Regions from separate parts of the Zea mays genome. Here region 2 is linked to region 1. Evidence: chromatin contacts called from public Hi-C data. All regions are on one chromosome and are shown on one strand. The core of a region is the stretch at or near the end of the contact, and the rest is flanking DNA. Distances in the headings are between cores, read along the strand shown. Region 1 has its middle 58 kb from the start of LOC109940897. Region 2 has its middle 250 kb from the start of LOC103632455.

Region 1 (7,444 bases), core at 3,456-5,955:
ATCATACCAGTCATCTTCGTTGAGGAAACCCTCCTGATGAAGGTCTTGGTGCTGAGGCCTTCGGTGCTGCTCATCCTGAGCAAGATGACGAACTTCTTCAGAGGCTTCGTCTATCTGCCTTTGCAGTTCAGCTAGTAGGGGTGGGCGTTCGGGTTACCCAAAAATTTCGGGTCGGGTAATTCGGGTTTTTAAAATTTCGGGTTTTGAGAATCGATACCCGAAATTACAACGGGTTTTGCAATACCCGAAATTTCGGGTACCCGAAATTTCGGGTTCGGGTTCGGGTATTCCCGAACTACCCGAACTATTGTGTCACCTTCATAAAAACACATACACCCTATTAAATTAGTATAAAAATATAGTTTGAATAATGATACACATGGACATATAAAACACAAGCAATCTACAATCATAAGTTATGCACACAAACACATAATTATAAATGTACAAATTAATAATTAAGCATGACATGAGTACATGACACATTAAAGTTCGGGTAATTCGGGTATTTCGGGTACCCGATTGTGATACCCGAATTACCCGAACTAAATTCGGGTTTTGCAAGTTGTTACCCGAAATTCCCGAACAAAATTCGGGTTTCGGGTATTCCGGGTTCGGGTTCGGGTATTCCGGGTTCGGGTTTCGGGTTACGGGTTTTTTGCCCAGCCCTATCAGCTAGCCTGGCCATCTTCTCTTTCTTCCTCTGCACCTGTTGATGAAGCATCTCCATGTCTCTGATTTCTTGATCTATCTCGTCCTCTGGTGGTGTCGGGCTGACAGCCTTCCTTTTCTGGCTTCGGGCCTCCCGAAGAGAGACAGTCTCCTGATTGTGGTCCAGCGGTTGAAGAGCTGCAGTGCCAGTTGCTGAAGCTTTCTTCGGCGCCATAACGAAGGTTTATGATTGCCGAAGGTGTTCAGAAAACTCAGAGTGTGGAAGTGAGTTCACCGGAGGTGGGCGCCAATGTTGGGGACTTGTTCTCAAATGCTATGAGTCAAGAACAAGGCAACATAGAAAATGTTAATCGGTAAAGTCCTTCGTCCTTCGAAGCATTATTCCCCTTAGGATATAATGGTTTTCGGATGAAGGTTATGAAGGGCGTACCTTCATAAATACACTATACAATGACGAAGGATGAATTGTAAGGAATATAAAGGTCAACATAAACAATTATATATTACTATCATGTATAAACAGAAATAACGTTGGATTACAAATGTACCTTCAACTTGAAGGAGATGAAAGTACAAGCGTGACGCAAAAGCGAATGCCAAATCAGCGTGAACAGTACGGGGGTACTGTTCACCTATTTATAGGCACAGGACACAGCCTATGTAAAATTACATTTATGCTCTTTACATTTGATAATAATTCTATAGTAATCTATCGAGGTCTGAATAGCCTTTTCATCTTTAAGTCGGTTTCATTTTTTGCTGCCACGCCGAAGCTTTCTTGCTCACACCTTCGGCGCTGTATCAACCTTTGTATTATTCTGGTCTGCTGTGATGCCGACTTGAGTCCGAAGATACCTGTTCACACATTATACTCCAGAAATACTGTTAAATCCTGTTTTTGAGGACCTTCGGAAGCCGAAGGCCCCCAACATTAACATCACACCAAACATAAGTACAAACTGAATAATAATGATCTACGCGAAGCTACGAGATCGTGGGATCGAGCACTACTAAGGTCGGAGTTACGATTAAGGATTTATGATTTTATAGAAGATCTGTGTGATTAAAATACTAAACTATATTATAAATTGGTTAGTGTAAATCATATGAGAGATTATCTAAACTTTAATCTAAGTTAAAAATTGACCATAGATCATATTCTAGTAGATTATAATGATAAGCAGTTTAACTAGACTAACCAACATCAGTTAAATACAAATATAATTATAAAATAATGAGACATGGTATAATAAATGTTGTTATTGCATAGTAAATATTATTCGAGACTAACACAACTTGAATGGATCCAATCGGAGTTATATATTTTAAGTTATGAATTTCCAAAGATTCTATGTGTTTTGTACAAGATTAAATAGGATATAAATTTTATTGTGACATTCATGTCAAAAATTCATTTCCATGTTTATTTATTCAATTTATAAGTCTCTGGACTGTGCACACTAATACAGGGAAGAGCAGGGGCTACGACGCAAAACGTCCCAAGACTCAGAGCTATCCCGCAGGATGGCGGGTTGATTTCATAAACACCAGGAGGCTCTTTAACAAAATGTATCCACGAAAGGGTATGGATGGATTCTGGCCGTTGGATTAAAAACCTATGGTCATGATTAGATCTGTCCACGTCTAAACATGTACGCAACCCAGACCCTTGGATCCGAGATCTATGGACCACAACACCCCACGCCTAGATCCAACCTAAGCCCTTGATCTACAGATCGGTGGTCATGATTTAAAGCGGCAAGGGGGGTATGCATAGTATCTAATCGCTGCCATCCACCTAGGATCCAACGGTCCGAAGGTCATCTTCTTCCCCAGACCCAGGGGCACGGCGGCGCTGCGATTTCCTACGGTGGTGCCCGCGGCGGCGCAACTCCGATCGGTGTTCGGGCACGCGATTCGCAGCAATTCTAGGCAGAAATTAATACGGAACACTCAGCGAACATGTAAATGTAACCTCAACGATGGTGGCCCAAGGGGCGAGGTCAACCACGGCGTAGCACAATCCTGCGGTCGTGCACCACATCGACGAGAAATTCCCGATGGCTCCAATTCAATCACGGCCCGGGAAGGCTACAGACAGGCGCGAGTGATTCAGGCGACGCCGCAAGACCACACTAGACCTCACCGCCGATCGCCCAATGGAGCGCCACCCCTTTGCGGCGGTAAACTCCTTTCTCTCACTAATGGCTATGGGTTCCTAGACTTGGACGCAACAGGAGGGTCACGAGGGTAGGGTCCCGCCTTTATAGCTGAAGAGGCCGAGTCCAAGCACGCCCCAGGGAATGCCCCATGGCCGCGCGCGAAGACCGGGATTGTCGACGATTGCGCCCGCAACTTCGGTCGAAGTGGTTGAAGCCGACGGCCTGGTCTTCGGGCCCCACCTGACAGCACCTAGTTCCGAGGCACGTGGCTCGCTCCGCAGGTGAACGCTGACCAACTGGTCCCACACTGCAGCGACAACGTAGGAGCGGCAAGCTACGACTGGCGCGTGGGCACAAGTTGCCAGTGAGACCGACATAAGGGCCCCACCGTGCCAGTGACGTGGCACGCGAATGAGTGGATGGCGGCTAGGGTTTGGGGCAGGCGCGCATACAAGAAAGAGGAGGGGGAAAATGGGCCGATTAGGATGGTTGCCGGCCCATTTAGCTTAGAAGCCCCTTTTTTATTTTTCTTTTTTTCTTTTCTTCCTTTCCAAATTCAAATTTCCCTTTCAATTTTAAATTCCAATCTTGTGTCAAATTTATTCCCAAGTTAAAAGTGCAATTTGAACCTACCCAAAAATAAGATGAATTTATTTATTTATAATCTTATTTTGGTGTTGTATAATATCCTTTTCTTTCCTTCTCTATTTTATTTTCTATTCCCCTTTCTCTTATTCTCAAATCCCAAACTAAATTTAAATTCATGTTTTGAACTTTGAATTCACAATTCTATCTTGAATGATACTTTTGCTCTTTGAAATTATATTTGTATATTATTTATTCTTCTTCCCACTATTTAATTGGGAAATTTGGATCCATACCATTAAAAGATCACCACTTTGGATCCATACCATTACTATCTCACTTACATGTGGGTCCACATGAGTCAATGGTATGTGGGGTTCATGGTATATATCTAAAGTTTAGATCTTTTAATGGTATAGATCCAATTGTTCCTATTTAATTCTAGCAATAGTAAATAACTTTAATACAATTTCCTTCCTCTTTTCTTTTTGAAGTTAAACATTCAAGGGCATTAGAAATACAAGAAGGTTTCAAAAAATCATTAAAGGACGATTCTTAAATTTATTTATCTATTACATTATTATTATTATTGTTTTTTTTACCAATTTTGGGCTTTACACGAACGGAGACTTCCGGGTCGCGATGGGTGGACAGCAAGCGCAGTCAATGCGGCGCCGATGAGAGGTTTCACAACGCCCAGGTTGCCACCCGGACCACGAAAGAGGCTTGGGGAACGGCGAATCGGAGTTCCCCCGGCGGCGGTTCCATCCTGCCCACCTCGATTGGCAAGCACCAACTCGACCCAGGGACAGGGAGTGGTACAACAACGAGGGCCTAGGGAAGTAGGCGGATGTCGACACAAGGAGCGCGGGGCCGAGCACCATGGGAGAAGATCGCGAGGCCTGGAGGGTGGTGGCCGGCGTGGGTTGTTGTGCGTCAACTGCAGAATCAGAGACATCGACTCGACTGGGGATGAGGCCGAGCGTGGCCCAAGCGCAGGGATGCGACCTCCGTGGATGGGGCTATGCAGGAGGCCATGGCACCACTACTATCCTGGGCTGGGCTAGAGGCGGTAGGGTGCCGAGGGCGCACGTATATATCGAGGCGGCCGGTAAGCTTCAACGGATTTCCGATATTCCGGTCACCTCCACTCGCACGCCACGGCGCGATTCACGCGAGGTCGATGAACCGAGAGCCTGGGTCGCACGGTCTGTTGTAGTGCGGGAGATGAGTCCGACCATGAGGGCCCACACGTAAGCGACCGAAACAAAAGCAACGGGAAGAAGCATAGGGTGGGCTGTGCGGAACAAGAAATGGGGCTAGGCCGTGCAAGAGACTGGGCCGAGCGGTGCTAGAGTTGGCCCATGCGCGGTTTGCCTATTTTTCCCTATATTATTTTTATGATTTCTATTTCAAATTTTAAATTCCCATTACAGATTCAAACCTGTTTCAACTTTTCTGTTTTGACTTTCATATTTTCAAATATCAAACCTATCCCTATCGATCATATACTTTTATTTTTGCATTAATATTATTTTTCTTTTTATAGTACATATTTTTCTTTCTTTCCCTTCTCATTTATTTTTTATTCTCTATTCCAATAAAATTCAAATTCAAACTCCCATTTTGAACTTCATATTCCCAAGTGCCAAAGTTAATGGTAATGTGATTATAACATCTATAGTTTACAATATTATTATTTATTCCTTTCCTTATTATTTATTTATGGAAGGAGTAAATGGTTTCATTAAAATTTCCCTTCTCATTCTCTCTTGATTTACAAATTTAAAATCCAAATCCAAGATAAAGTTGAGGAATTCAAAATTTTAATGCATACTCGAAATCAATTGTGAAGCAATAGATATATGTTTATTTTAATTGTTTTATTTGTTTGGTAGATGTTTGAAATATGAAACACACTCATATTGTTTTCTTACTTTTTAGAAAAATAGTATTTTGAATGTGGGATAAGAAGTAAAATTTACTTCAAAATTAAATACTCATGTAAATAAATGCTTATGCTCATCATTTAATGATTTGCATCATCATTTGGTTGAATAGAAAACTTTTCTATTACTTCTTTTCTAAAATCTTTCTTGGTTTTCGAAATTCAGTCCTTAATTTTCATCTCTCAAGTATAATTTAAGATATTTGAATTTGCTATTTTATTTTCTTCATATATTTATTTTATTATTATTTTTTATACAGGTTTTGGGCCTTACACGAGGCGAGCAAGCGCGGCCAAATTGGCTAAAGGAAGGCACAAATAGGAAAAACCAAGCACGGGGGTGGGTGTCTCACCTCGGGACGGAGCTCGAGGTCGCTTGGCGTGGCCTCCGACGTGCTAGAAGACCGACACGACGGGCGTGGGTCTCCGGCGAAGCTGAGCGGCGTGGGCAGAGCACGAGAGGGAGCGGGGCTGTGTGAAATGGGACGAGAGAGTGAGTGTGGGCGCGGGCGGTGCTAAAAAAGGAGCTGGGGGCGTGGGCAGGCGACGTGGCCGAGGATTCCGGCGACGTGCGCGAGTGCGCGCGCTGCTCCACGTCGGGACGCGGGGAAGGCGGAACTGACAGGGGAGGCCCATGGCCGAGCGAGGGAAAGAGCGAGCACACGGGGCAACGACTCGGCGTCTGGTAGAGCGGGCCGGCAAAGCCGAGAGGGAAGAGGGGCACGCGGGCGAAGAGAACTGGCGCCGATAGCCTGGCCCTACTAGGCAGAGAGAGGGAGAGACTGAGTCCGCGTGGCAGAAACTGTCGGTGACAGGTGGCGCCCACCTGTCAGGCGGCGCGGGCGCGCGACCCCACTAGACTGGATGGCCGGCTTGGGCTGCTTTTGGTTTTTCTTTTTCCCTAGATTTTCTAATTGCTTTTCCATTTCTTTTTCTCTAGGGTTTTCAATTCAAATTCAAATCAAGTTTCAAATTCAAACTAATTCAACCATGTGCAACAATTCAAAGGGTATTTAAGCTCAGCATGATGCAACATGTCATAACCTCCCAAGTCATTAGGCCCACCTACAGTTGTCCTTGTCCATCGGACCTCAGACAACCATGTAGATGCACAAAATCACTCGACAAATTCGGTATCTGTATCCTTTACTTTTCCCAAGAGTGTTTCACCCGTCACGCAGATATTACAACACATCGGAGGTACGAATAAGCGGAAGCGAATTACAATAACTTAGTTTACATTCATTAAAATATAGAAAGAGTATTATTATTACATCACCAGGATATAAGAGTGCATAAGAATTATTATTACAACCCTAGGAGGCAAAAACCCCTCCCACATAAAAGTATATTGTTTTTCAAAAGGAAGGACCACGTCCTTCCGCAACCACGTTACTGTTGAGGTTCATGCTTGGGCACCACATCCTTGGGCAGCACCTTAGTGCAAAACAGCAAAAGTCTGTTGTTTCATCACCTACAACAACATGGGTTCGAAAACCCTGAGTACGAAGTGTACTTTCGCAAGTCTTACTCGTCAAAAGAAAAGACTCTCAAGGATATGTTGGTTTAAGGGAGTCAAGGTAAGGCTTAATCAAGAATCAAGACTCTATTTGCAAAAATGCTTACTAATAGTGGATCCTTAAAAATCCAGTTTTATTAGCAAGTTAAGTCATTACCTGTCACTAGAGTTCTTTCTACCCTAGGTCAAGCACTTGGCCTATACTAGCCATCCTTTTATCAACCCTTCTTGTTCACTGGAATGCTACGTGTAAGTCAGTGACCAAGTCTTCATTTCCGAGAAGTAACGACGATCTGAATCGATAAATACCCAGCTGGGGATCTCCAATCACACGACATATGTAGCACTTAACCCTTGCATATGTCAACTCGCCACCTAGGTTCTTAAGACCAGACCGGGTTCACGCCAACCGAGAGCACAGATACACCACCGTCCAGCCTCTTGCCACGGAGGGTACACGCTACTCTCGCCATCTCTCCACTCCCATTGAAAACATCCCTTCCTTTGTGAAGCATCACCTTTTGTTTTAAAACAAAACATTTGTTTTTCTAAAGCAAG
Region 2 (7,444 bases), core at 3,006-5,505, 870 kb before region 1:
CATCTTTGGAAAAGGGTTGGTTTTGGACTTAGAAGAATTCTGATTTTTCTCTTAGGTTTCTCCCTTTGGTGAACCTTTTAGGGTTTTTCTGAAACCTTTTTGGGGTCACATTCTTACTATTTTTAGTAGGGTATTAGGGGTACTACAATTGTTATAATTGGCCCAAGTCATGATCATGTGGTTTTTATATCCTTTTGGTCATACTTACTTATAGTGCTCCAATTGTCCAAAGGGGGTTTGCATTAGGGTTTGGGCAATTCTTCCCATTATATGTGCATGATAAGCCAAGGCATGACATCTAAGATGGGTTGCAATTACTTAGGGTCTTGATTTTCCAAGCTTGGAGTCCTTTACTTCAGTTAAGTCACATGTGATGATGGGTTTTACTTGTGTAGCCTTGAGTGAAAACTCTAAGTAACACTTGGGGTGTTACAGAATAGTTCAATTGGTTGGCTCGAGGAGCTTTACCATGTGACGCAGAGGTAGTATGCGTGAGGAATTTGGAAATGGTGCAGTGGCTTACCCGGTCCACGCTCTCCAGTGAGCGGAAGAAGTCTGGCGAGGGTGATCCGGTGTTTCCGGTGAGGTTTCACTTGGTCTGAGGGTCTGTGAAGCTCCACGGGTCTCCGGTGAAGCTAACCGAACTGCTGGCGTGAGCGAGGGATGGCTGGGGTGAGCTGGCCACGGTGGCCGGAGCTCGGGCAGCTTAGCAGGTGGGGGAGCTCTCGGTTCACGGCCAATGCTCCGGTAATTGAGCGCGGCGAGTGTGCGAGGCTGGGGCAAGGATGTCTAAGTGCTAATGGCCTTTATAGACGCGGGTGCGAGGAGGGCGCGCGGCGGACTTGATCGTGCGCGGGGGCAAGCGTGCGAGGGGGTTGGGCGAACGCTGGCGTGTCGACCAGGGTCGAACACGTGTGTGCGTTGTTTCTGCCCGAGTTCTGGCGCGTGTAGTCACTTGTCCATGCCTGCTCTTGCCTTGGTCAGTGCACAAAACCTCTTCCCCTTCCTCTAAGCTACCGATCTTGTGTGGGGGTCAAAGGATTTGGCCTACTGGTTCCAGAGATATGGAGCACTCAAGTAGGATCTGTCTCACAGCCCAAGCCTGAGGCAAATCCCTGGTTTTGTCGTGCCTAAGGCTCAAATCCCAATGCCATCTTCAAATATGTGGTAGAGGGGTTAGTTTAGCACATATTTGTCAATGGGAGCTCACGGTTTTGAATTAGGGGTCATGGTGAACGCGCTCGATTTTGGGGCTGAATTTCAGAAATCTGAAATTCTGATTTCTATAGAAGGCTTCCACTTGAATGGCTTGTTTGGGGATTTTTAAAAATCCTTTTGGTTAAACTCTCTTACTATTTTTTGTAGAATATTTTGTGCATTACAACTTTTATAATTGGCCCAAGTCATGACAATGTAGTTTTCTTGGTCTTTATTGAGTTTTCTTTTCAGTGCTCCATTGCCCTCTAGAAAGGGTTGTTAGGGTTTTGGCATTTTCTTTCTTCCTTAAGCTTCATATGGTCAGGGTATGGTTCGTAGGGTGAAAAATACTTGATTAAGTTCTTGCCTCTAAATTTTGGTGTCGTTTGCTCAATTTAATTCACATGTTATAATGGTCACAATGTGGGCATTGAGGGAAAAACCTTGGGTAACACTGGGGTGTTACAATAAATGTATTCATAAGTATAGCACTTGATTACTTAGAATTAGTAAAATATCTAGTTATGTCATAATAACCATGATTATGTTACTAAAGTCCAAAATTTGTAATTTACATTAATTCTTAGAATATTAATGTAAGGTGATTTAGAAATAAACATTTCTAGCTATACGTATAATTTCTATTTAGATAGAAAAGGATAAAACCCAAAAGTCTATTATTAGTAATAAAGAAAATAATTAACCATAAAGTTTGTTAACACATTTTTATCTATATTATACTCGATAAAACTAGTGTCATAGTCACCTACTCATATTTTCACCAATAATAACTCGCAGTAGAAGATATATTGGATTAATAAATATTTATGTTGTAGATATATTTATGAGTACAATAGTGTGATGTATGAATGTATATGTAATGGTGATTTATTACCCATGTAATGGTGTATGTTTATTTATTTGGCGTACATATTCTTTTGTATGTACGATACACAAATCGATGCTAGAAGTTGATTGTGAGGTAGATGAACCAAACTCGTTTGAGGACGACCCACTGGACACTTTCGTGCAAGGCAAGTGGATTCTCCCTCTGCATTTTCTATTTGTACCCAAATAATGCATATAATAATGTTTACTTTTTGGATATATTGCATAATTTGATGGGATTTGCCTAAATAAGGATTTCTTAGAATTACCAACCCTATTCCTTGAATTACTCTAGATAAATGCTATGCTTAGCAATTTTTGCTATTGCTCAACTTGATAAATATGATGTCACACTTTTAATGATACTATGTTCCGGAAATGATGTTTTATTATGATATTAACCCAATGGTTAAACAAGAACATTTTGTGCTAAATGGAACATGGGGTGACCACCCAGGATAACAGTGCAACCACGAGTGCTATCATGGCTCTGGCTTTGGTAATTAGCTCTATAGACTTAGTGCTTAGCAACCCTACCTGAAAGATGGGCAAGAGGGGGCGACAGTGGTTTGGTGGCAGCTCATGTTAACATGGGGTGTAGTCTTGGCTAAGTTACCTCACCCAGAGGGCCATCAATACTGACATGGAAACTTTAGCGGGTGGCTTTGTACTAAGGATATTTTGTGAAAGCCTCATAATGGATCCCTAGCCATTCACCTCGGCAGTGTTTACGAGTCCGATCAACCCAGGCTAGATGGGATACATGGCTTGTGGGTAAAGTTGTACTACCTCTGCAGAGTGTAAAACTGATATGTCAGCCGTGCTCACGGTTAAGAGCAACCTGGACCCTCATATGATAATTGAACTTATAGATGGAAAATAAATCGTGATCTGATGATCTACCAGTGGTTTGCCTAAGTGATTTCACTTAAGTGCTTTTGATATAATCTTATACCTTTGATTAATTGGGATATTTGGGATACACACTTATTAGTAAGACAGGTGTTGCTAATAAAATATTGACCAACTAAAATGCTTACCTCTTATCCATAGCCTACCTTGTTAACTTGCATTAATTTCCCCCACTTGCTGAGCCCCGACCATAAGTGAGCTCACCCTTGCTAATATTTTGATTAGAGGGTGATGACGAAGACTTCGCAGATGACGTTGATGAGTTTTAAGTCTAACGATGCGCCAGTCACCTTTCTGTGGAAGAGTGTCCATGTTTAGTTCCGCCGTACTTTGATTGTGATACTTGTTAAGATACAATGATCCAGATGATGTAATAAAGTTACTCTACTCTCTTTACACCTTTATTGCATTGTCTTTTGATATATTACACTTGTGACGTCAACATATATGTGGAAAATAGGTCCTGGTCCACATATGCTATGCATTCGGTTTTGCCTCCCAGAACCGTGTGTGACAAGGCTCCACCTTTAAACACCACTTCTTCTAGGTGTTCTACAAGTCAAATAGAGATACATGTATGATGATGTAATGATATGAAATGCAAACTCTCACAAGGAGAGGTGGGGAACATAAACACTCCTAAATAAACACATGACAAGAATACACATGGTTCTACAGCACCAACACTTGCTAAAAGTGGCCAAATCGTATTCACATAGGCAAACCAGAGAACTAATACATCTTAGATCTCATCCAAAAGCTTAAAACTTCTTAAGCAACTACATCTCTTCCCTAGATAAACTTATCTCCTTTCCAAAGCACTAACCCACACTTGATTAGGGATTAACCACTCTATTTTGGGGCTTAAAGGGTTTCTAGAGCAAAAAGCTTCCAAACAGCCCCAAACCTTTACCAAGTGTTCAACGGCTAATAAAAAGGTTCTCCAAAAATTTTCATGACTTTTGGTTCTTTATTCTTATTTCTAAAATTAATACAGTCCTTCAAAGAGCACCTTAAATTTACTTAAACTTTGCTAACTGATCTAAAAATCCTAAAACCAACTTTACCAGAGAGCTCTTGATTTTAGACATCCAACAAAATTTGTCCCATGATTGTTGGAAATTTCTACTATTTTTGGCACTATTCTCAAGTTCTCCAGAAAAGGAAAAAACCAAAACTGGGAACAATATCAGGCCCAATCTCGCCACTCGGCCACGCAAGAGGACAAAGCCGGCCCATGGCTGGCTACACGCGCGCTAGCACCTACTTTTTTTGCGCAAAGTCCCCTGCCACAACGCCAAAATGAATCTAAGCCTGATCCACTGTTTCACTGAGTGGCTGACGTTCTCACTTAAACCCTTTCTTCTCCTCCTATTTACAATGCTTCATCCACGACTCCGGACGAACCGAACGCCGGCGAGTCAACAACTGTCCCTGCCGGAGCCTTCTCCATCCTGGGTAAGAGCACCATTGTGCTCCCCAACGCTCGGCGAACACGTCGGTACCCAACAACGCACAAAAACACCATAGAACCCCGGATGGCCATGGCCACAGCGAAACTCGATGTCCGGCGAGCTCGAATCTAATGCGAGGGCACACCAGAGCTCAAATTTAAGGCATATAAGCACCAGCAACTCACCCACACCATGACGCTTACGCAGATCAGACTGGAGAAAGCGGGGATAGACCGGCTGACGATGAGGCGACCCATGAAGATGAGTGACGACGTCGTGGCCACGTTCTGGATGACCTAGAGTAGTAGAGTTTAAACAGGCAGATGCATGAGCTACATTACACCCACGGGAGACTGGAACACGGGATTAGAGGCATCGAACAATGTCAAACAAACCTAGCCACGATGAGGCGGAAATTGGATAGCGCGGCGATGAACAGTAGGGCAAGACGCCTCTCAGGGGGCTCGGGTGAAGACATGCGGCTGGGTTGTGGTTACACAAGCGCAAGAGGGTGGCGAAGCATAGTGTGTTATCAATTTGGGTGATGAACTCGCGGGCACGGTGAATTTTGCTAAACCCGAAGGCAGCAGCGACACTGAGCTAAAGACAGTGCCAGACACAGCTCAAGGTGAGGCTAGATCTGGGAGGATTGGGGTGGTACGTTGTTAGCAGCTGCTAGGACATGTTTACATGGCGTCCATGCATATGTACCACGCACGCTCGATATTAGGCCGAAGCCATGTAGGCAGGATCAGTGACGAGCAAACCAGAAATAAACAACCAGGTGAGTCACCGGCGTGGATAACTCACATGCTGCTCACGACTCAGGCGTCAGCCACGTCAAACTCCTCACCCCTAGTACCCCTCGTGCCCCCGTTCTTATCCTCAATTCGAGCTAGAGCAGCACAAGTGGAGCACGGCATGGGTGAAGATCTTTTTCAGAGTCTGATCAATCCCTGAAACAAATAACTCGACTGAACCCTCCCTAATGACTCCTCTCAAACACCTAACTTCCAATGCTAACAGGTTGACCATAATTCACCAAACCTGCTCACCTCTTCAACCTTGACACAGTAACCCCAAGCCAAGAGTTCACAAATCAAGAGCTATCCTATTCCAAAGTTAACCCAAAATCACTGCCTCGCTAAACTGAACATAGTTCAGCACCAAATGGACCTGACTAAGAAAGTTTAGGTGTATTTAGCTCAACTCTACATAGCACCAATATTATCTCCCTATAGAGGACATAGGAACCTAACAATGGTCTTCAACTTTGCCATACAAGGTATAGCTCCTAGCTACACCGAACAGTCCCAAATAAACTTCAAAGTTAGTCCAACATGACTGAAATTTAGTCTGGATTACTGAACAATATGTAGCGCTCTCTTGCCTGACAACCCCTCTTTGGACCAACATTTCTCCCAAATTTGTGTAGCACCAAGCCAAACCTACTTAAGGAGATTTGTTCACCAATATATGGTCTTCACTTATTCTATAGAAACCACAGTCCAAAACTTCCAAGATTAGTCACAAGGAAGCTCCAAAGTTGAGCAAAACTCACTGAAATTCAGTTTTAGGTAACTGATCCAAGTCTAAAATTAAAGTTTGACATGCCTTTGGGAACCATTTCCTTCCAATTCCAAGTTGCATTAGGGGCATGACCCTTACTAAGGTTTACTCCCCCAACATTGATATCCAAGTTTGCCATAGAAAATATAGTCTAAAAACACATGGATTGATCACCAATGAGCTCCAAACTTGACACTTTTTACTGAAATTCAGATTTCAGTACTGACAAATTCAGCTAGTGCAACTCTAACAATCGACTTTTGGGAAGATTTTGCTCTACCTTTTATTTGAGATCAAGCCCAACTCTCTTAAAGAAATTTGTTCCCCATCATATAGTCTACAACTCCTATATATAAACCATAGTTCAAAACCTTATGGATTGTGCATAAGAAAGCTCCAAAGTCGTACCAAAAACACTAAAATTCAGATTTAGTTTGTTGCACAAAATCTGAAATCCAAATCTGTCAGCTCCACTTTGCATAACTTTTTCTTCTAGTTGCATATAGGTTTGGGACCATTTTACTTAACAAAACTTTTACTCCTCATGTAGCCCTATAGCTTTGTTATAATGACCATCTTCCAAATGGTTCTAGATCAGAAGTTACAAGGGTTCAAAGTTGACTAGTTGATATTATTTTGAACAATTTCAAAATGAACCCAAAACTGAATTTTTGTACTTAACTCCAAATTCTTCCACACAACTTGGGAATCTCCAAATAAGAAAGTTATTCACTTTTCCAAGCTCTACAACTTTAATATATGAACTATGGCCAAATTCATTTAGGTTTTGAATTTTCAACTTTAGCACTAGTTTATGGTTTCAACTGTGGTTCAATTTCTTCCGGTGATTCATCCCTTTGATCCATCTACCTAAAGCAAAGTTACTCTAGGTTCTAAAACTTGTCTTTAGTAATTAAGACTCCAAGTCAACTCATGACTTTCTTAAGAGATGATTTCTCCTCACTTGGCTTAAGCAAAGTTTTAAATCGAATCCCTATACTCTATACACCACATCACACTTGTGCAAAGAAAATTTTAGTTAATGCTCTATACATCACATCACACTTGTGCCAAGAAAATTTCTCCTCACTTAGTGAATGCACTATAGGTGTAACAAGTAAGTTAATGCAAATGTTTATGATGATATGTCAGAGTTTTAGTTATCGTAACACCAGGGGTGTTACAGAAAACAACACATCACTGGCAGCTTAGTGTATTCAAATTTTAAGGTACATACTTTTATTCTTTTCTCTAATTTACTAGTTTTCAAATTTTAATGGTCAAAATCTTATGTATCTTCGGACTTGTGACAGAGTTTCCTGCTAAGCAAGGCTTTAAAGGTGCAACAAGAATGCGAAGACAAAAATAATGAAATTATTATCAATGATCTAGAGAAGAAGGTTAAGAATCTTGAAGATTTGTTG

What was found. Hi-C and Micro-C count contacts between places; a contact is called where the count stands out from the background.
Region 2: a Hi-C map of leaf shows a contact between it and region 1, with 3 times the contacts expected there. The contact joins two enhancer-like sites. A contact is called at or near these places in 2 of 25 Hi-C or Micro-C datasets (ear and leaf).

What each region holds. Positions count from the first base shown.
Region 1 is chr7:72,949,907-72,957,350 of Zm-B73-REFERENCE-NAM-5.0, reverse strand. No RefSeq gene overlaps it. Among protein-coding and RNA genes, the nearest start is that of LOC109940897, 58 kb to the right of the region's middle. Within about 2 kb of position 4,705, at least 20 of the 20 cell types and tissues checked have an H3K27ac peak or open chromatin away from gene starts, as enhancers often do. A contact at or near this core is called in ear and leaf, where this site is marked.
Region 2 is chr7:73,815,787-73,823,230 of Zm-B73-REFERENCE-NAM-5.0, reverse strand. No RefSeq gene overlaps it. Among protein-coding and RNA genes, the nearest start is that of LOC103632455, 250 kb to the right of the region's middle. Within about 2 kb of position 4,255, at least 13 of the 20 cell types and tissues checked have an H3K27ac peak or open chromatin away from gene starts, as enhancers often do. A contact at or near this core is called in ear and leaf, where this site is marked.